Linked DNA regions of Zea mays: region 2 is linked to region 1. The links are chromatin contacts, called in public Hi-C maps. All regions are on one chromosome and are shown on one strand. The core of a region is the stretch at or near the end of the contact, and the rest is flanking DNA. Distances in the headings are between cores, read along the strand shown.

The links. A called contact is a pair of places that touch in the nucleus more often than the background predicts.
Region 2: a contact with region 1 is called in a Hi-C map of endosperm, with 2.7 times the contacts expected there. The contact joins the promoter of LOC103646899 here to the promoter of LOC100192852 in region 1. A contact is called at or near these places in 4 of 25 Hi-C or Micro-C datasets (ear, endosperm, leaf and 1 more).

What each region holds. Positions count from the first base shown.
Region 1 is chr2:117,646,844-117,650,097 of Zm-B73-REFERENCE-NAM-5.0, reverse strand. It overlaps LOC100192852, which reads left to right and starts at 1,786. Exons shown (of 8, transcript NM_001138042.1): 1 at 1,786-2,248; 2 at 2,389-2,501; 3 at 2,689-2,757; 4 at 3,040-3,155. The coding sequence starts at 2,400.
Region 2 is chr2:118,209,713-118,212,889 of Zm-B73-REFERENCE-NAM-5.0, reverse strand. LOC103646899 (putative aconitate hydratase, cytoplasmic) reads left to right here and starts at 1,331. Exons shown (of 20, transcript XM_008671525.3): 1 at 1,331-1,462; 2 at 2,717-2,821. The coding sequence starts at 1,444.

The DNA.
Region 1 (3,254 bases), core at 537-3,036:
GCTTTGATATTGCTCTACGTGGTTTTGTGTGTTATTCTACATATGAATCATGATCATGTTATTTTACCACTGTTAACTATTTAATTGTCAATGGATTATTTATTGTTCATGATAAGATTGTTTTGGTTAATTGGAACATGGAGCGACCACCCGAGGAAACAGTGCTACCACAAGAGTGGAATAGGATGTCCTTGACTGATTAATTAGGAAAGCTAGTGTGAGTTAATTATTTCCCAAAAGGGGCAAGTGGGGTGTGGGAAGCTGCCGGTATAGGGAGGTTCTCAGGTCGATCTGTCTACGATAGCTTTTCAGACGAGAGATTCCTATATCGTCCCTTTTTGCTTGAATCCGTAGTGGGTTCTCTTGTGCTAGTGAAACTTTGGAAAGGCCCTGTAGTGCTACCCTGCCTCGTCTCCTCGTTATAGATGAACGAGAGTCGAGACCCCTTGGCAAAATGGGTAACATGGCTTGTGGGTAAAGATGGACAATATATGAGAGTGTAAAACAATTATATCAGCCGTGCTCATGATCATAAGCGACTCGGACTCTCACATGAGTAGTTTATGTAATTAAATTTAACCAGTCATATATTGTGTTGCATTGTGGGATTTATTCATCATTGTGATCAATTATTTAATTTGGTTGATATACACTTATACTTAATAATTGCTAATAAAATTTTGACCAACTTATTAAAAGCAACACTCAACCTTAACCATTTTCCTTGGTAAGCCTTACACTACACATGAGACCCCACCGTAAGTGAGCTCATACAAATTATATCCCACACTTACTGAGCGATGACCATATGAGAGCTCACACTTGCTATAATCACATCAGTCAAGAATAGGTACTGCAAGATGAGAAGCATGAAGGATGCTACGATAAATTTGGAGAGGTCTAGGCTATCGTCTCTCAGTCAACTATAGTTGTGAAGGATCGTTGTCGTCATATGATGTATTTATTTAGCTATTTTTGTACATAACTCGTATTATATAATAAATATGTGACATTGATTTTTGTATCATGAATTATTATACACGTGAGATTTGATCCTAACATATATTTAAGACGCATCCGAGTTTACCCTTAAATCACAATTTTCTCTACAGCTTTAAAGCCCTATGGCTACGATAAAAGAGAACGGTTCGAAGAATATGAATGAGATTCCACCATCCAACTATCTTCTGTTAAATCTACTATTTTGAGATTTCACAATACTCCCTCTATCCTGCAACATACACCAGAGCTTTTCACTGGGATAACCACAGTTTTCAAGTGGGCCCGAGTCCGAGGCAAAGTTGGAAGAAGTGCACAATGTATTTTTGTCTGTAAAATATTTGTAGACAAATTTATCACCCTAAACTTATAACCTAGTATGATTTGTGTGTATTGGCGTTGTGTTATATTAGTAAAACCATTAATAAAACTACTTAAGATTAAAAAAATCACAAAAGTTAAGAGATTTAAAGAAAACCGGTTTGTAATTCATGAAGGAAAATCGAATGTAACAATAGTGGAGGAAATTAAATTGGATGTTCTAATAATAATAATAATAATAATAATAATAATAATAATAATAATAGTAATAATAATAATAATAGTAATAATAATAATAATAGTAATAATAATAATAATAATCTTTAAAGAGGATTCAGTAGAACGTTGGCTATGAAGCCCATGGCGAGCATAGATGGTTGCATTGAGCTGGGCCTTGTGATTCTAATGTTGTTGCAAAAACGAAAGGGTGTGGGTGGATGGTTGGGCGGCATGCGCGGTGGGGGAGGGGAAGAGAAAGCGAGAGGGAGAGAAATAGCAGGCCGCCTTGAGCTGGCATAGGACGCGACGGCCGACGGTCTCGGTCTCGCAGGGGCAGGGCTGGGCGGTCGACGGAGGCCAATTCTCCAACTTCCTCCCTCCGTCGATCATCCAGCACCAGCAGGAGAATCCCGTCGAATCCCCCTCTCAACCAAGGGCGCGCGCGCGTGCGTATGCCTCCTCCAGATCCAAAGCAACAGACAGCGAGGGGGCACCGGGGTCCGCCGCATGTTTGCGATTTATGGAGGATCATGCTTTCTTGCTTACTACATTAGCTCCTGACGCGCCGCCCTCCCCTCGCGTTCATTGATTTCTGTTATAATTACTACCGAGCTACTATCTCCACATTATTATTGGTAAAGAAAGAAAGGGCGCCTCCTCTAATTTGATGGGCATTCCGTTTCCTTCTCAACTTCAACGCCAACAACAGGTAGGGCGGAGCACCATTCTTTTTCTTTTGTACATTTGTTATCGACTCTATAATCGTTCTTCAACAAGGTTGCATAGAGAAAAGGTCCATTTCATGTTGAGGAATATTGAATCGAGAATTTTATAATGACCTCATTGCAGTTGATGCTACTATGGTTGGAAATCGGGCATGGTTCGGAGGGCTTTTCAGCGGCTCAGGCAAAAGGCGACAAGTCAGTGCAGAGAAGATAGTGCTTGATCTAACCCCTGTACAGGTACAGATGCACTGCCATCGTTATCATGATGTGTTTATTAGGCATAGTACATGCATGATTCTGTGTCGTCTCTTGTTTTTAGGGAAACAATAAATGAAATAGAATAAGCACAATGGCATGGACCATGCAAGCTTAATTGCGTTTCTTCCTACGCCTGAAATAACCCTGGTCTTAAATATTCATTCAGGAACAGAGACTGCAAAGTCTGAAGGAAAGGCTAAATGTACCTTACGACGAAACTCGGACGGATCATCAAGTGAGGAAACTCTCGACTCAATTAGCTTCACGACGAGGAGTACTTTATCATCAATACGGATTTCAATCCGTGTGTCCCTATGATGTAGATAGAGGCTTCAAACTTACTCTAGAGTAATCTAGAAACAAAATTGGTATTCTGCAACACTTAGCACAATGTAGATAGAGACTTCAAAATGCAACTAGCTTTGCTCTTTGTTTTGCTTAGTTAGTTATACCCTCATATTGACTTTGAGCCGATGTTGACTTGTGAAATTTATAATATTGTGTGCTTTGGATTTAGGATTCGCTTAGGGCTCTATGGAATGCCTCCTTTCCCGATACAGAGCTCACTAGCTTAGTTTCGGAACAGTGGAAAGACATGGGGTGGCAGGGCGTCAACCCAGCAACTGATTTCAGGTTAATCCGAGTTTTTTTGTTGCCTCTCTATGCACTATTTTAGGTTGTCGAAAATATGCTTCACACTTCCTTTCCTTTTAGAGGCCTGCAACCAGCTGC
Region 2 (3,177 bases), core at 82-2,581, 560 kb before region 1:
AGGATGGCGAACAAGGTGGTGGCAACTGAGACGATGACCATAATTATTGTGTGGAGGTATAACTGCTGGCCAAATGGGTCGTGTCTGGTGGGCCGGCCCGAGGCACGACCCATTTAATAGTGCATGGGGCAGCTCGGCACGAGCGACGTGCCATGCTTGGGCCGTAGCCTCGGACCGACACGATTTTTTTTGTATTTTACAAAAAATCGTATATACATATGTACAATTCATATTCAATATTAAAAACATCTGAACATGATGTTCTACTGGTTAAACAGTTTCACCTAGTGTCTCTCACTCTTCTTCCATTATTAGGGTGTGGGTTCGAACCCCACCTCCTGCACCGTTTTTTAACATTTTACGATGATTTAACCAAAGGGTCCGTCGGGCCCACGTGCCGTGTCTGGGCGGAACTGCGGCCGTCGGGCCTAACGAGCCGTTGCGCGGAGGGGACGGACGTGCATCGGGTTAATTTGAAATAGATGTGAGGAGTTATTTGTAAAAAGATGACTCGAAATAACTGTGCTAGTAGCAGTAGAAAGAAAATAATATAATATGTGTTAATTGGTATAGAGTTGAGATATAGAGTAAATATGATTACGATAAATTATAGTATATGTAGACTATCTTGATGACCAGGATAGAATATTATTTTTAAGATAGAAATTTAGAGTACAGATAGCCTTATTTCAAGAATGTTTGCTCCATATTTAGATAATTTGTTTTAGAACGAAAATCGAGTTGTGTGAGTTTAGTGATACGTGAACTGTCCTATGAGCAACCATGAGATTCATGTTTCACACATAAGGAAGCTAGTAGCATCAGAAATTAAAATCTACTAAGCGCTCTTCATTTACAACGCAAGATTTATTTAGGGGGGGCGTTTGGCAGAGCTTTTACAGCTCCGTTCACAACAAGAATCACTCCTACAGAGCTAAATGGTAAAAATCTCCATGAAGTTAGAGAATAGTTTTTGTCAAATAAATTCACTTCTGCTACAGAATAAATCGGAATCACTATATTGGAGAATCAGCTCTCGAAGTTAGAGAATTATGGAGCGAACCTATATATATGCCAAACGAGCCCTTAATAGAAATTATGTAGATTTTTCCCTACATTTTAAAGAAGAATACTAGTAGTATAGCAACATGAGATTCATCGTACATGTTAATAATAACGTCTGCATGTATCATGGCCGGGCTTGTTTCACCCGTGACTTAATAATTAGTGTACGGTAAGCATAATGGACACAAAAAAATTACCATGTCCCTGCTGGCCGGCTGCTCTCTGTGTTTTCTCTGTGCGTATAAGAAAGCTGCTTGCCTGGTCGTCGTCCTCATCACTTGTTCTTTGTGTTGAGGCCTCCATCATCTATCTCCTCTCTCGTCGTGCTGGCCGACCGGCGACGACCTATAGCTCCTGCCGCCTCACGTCGAACGCGCCATGGCCGCCAACTCAACAGGTAATTAATATAAGCAGAGGGTCGCCGAGCTAGCCAATATATATAGCTTTTAATTTGCGAATTGAATTGTATATATATATGCATTCCTTGCTTGTACTGTACGTACGTACGTGGTTGGCTAACTGATTTAAATCACACACACAGCCTGCTGTGATAGTACGTAGTAGCTAGCAGCTAGTACATGGTATATGCAGATGAAAAAGCATGCATGCAGCACGATGCTTGCACTTTCCAGCAGCCACCAGCAAGCAGATGCCAATTAAGCAGCAAATTCGAGTAGAATCTGCTGCACAATTAAATAATACAGATGAATTCGCTCTTTGCATCTCTTGCCAAGCGCTCGATCAGATCGATCGATATCCTGGCATGTGGATCTATAAGAGGCTTGGATCGTAGCTTCAAGATGGAGCCAGACCAGAGGAAATCACTAATGAAGCGCCGACGACCTTGCCGGAGGAGCAAGCAAAAGCAGGAGTGGTGGTGGTGGTGATTACAAGTGCCTACAGTTGTGCCGCGTACACTTTTCCGTGTTGCAGGGGTGGGTGGGGTGGGGGGTAGTATTGTCCATGGAGGGAGAAGAGAGTAATGACATAGCGCTTGAGCACTTGACTGAGGCGGGCGCTGCTTTTCCATCGGCGGCCTTTCGTTTCATCAGATCCTCCGCCTCTATTGGGCGCCGGGCAGCCAAGCTGCAGGCGGATGGGCGCGATAGCGGGACCACATCCTGCCGCCGCCGCCGCCGCCTGCCCCTCTTCCACTCCGATCCATGGAGCAGCAGCTCCTCTGTGGTGGTTGCCACACGCACACGCCTCCGCCGCCAAGCCTCCCCTGCCCCTGCCTCCGCCGCCGCCCACGGACCCTCTCTGTTTCATCGAGGTGCCACGCGATTCATCCGGACCAGCTGCTGCGTGCCCGCCTCGTCCCCGACGTCACCACCAGCGCCAAGCTACAACCACGCGACGACGCTCTCCATCGGATCCGAGTCGGAGTCGGAGGTGCTCTAAATCTACTACCACCATGTCACTTCACTAGCTATTACTATGACTATACTACCTACTCTATTATTAAGCCCCGCAGATATATAACTCAGTCGCTCATGACTTTAGTTTCGACTCCAGACTTAAATCAAGGCTTCTATCGTAACAGAATGTCTTCAAAGGAAATGCCCATTTCAATTCAATGTTTCTCTACAGCAATCATTTGTCTCCAATACGTAATCCCACTGTCCTTGCTTCGAACTTGTGTTTGCCTCAGCTACCAAGCATGCTTTCAAGCGTATATTGACGAGCCTGATTAAGCCTGGCGGTGGTGAATACGGCAAGTTCTTCAGCCTTCCCGCACTAAATGATCCAAGGATCGGTAAGTTTCTGTATTTTCAGTTTCTTCTTCCTTCCTTTTGCAATTTGCATACCTTTAAATATATGGTCTGCACAAATATATGCTAGTAGTACACGTAATCCTGTATAAACGTTCACATTTTCAACTAGGTTGTGTTCACTCGCTTCCATTAATTTCAACAAGAGCGTTTGTCTCATCTGCCACCTCTTTATAGTACTTAGTAGCAAACTTAAAAAAACTATGGCTATGCATAGGTGTAAACTTTTACACCTTTATTTTGTGTACTTATACAAATTGCAATGCCATACTTTTTGCAACATCGTGCATGTACATTAATATGCTAATGCTATTTTAAATAACCAAAAAAAAAATCTTTT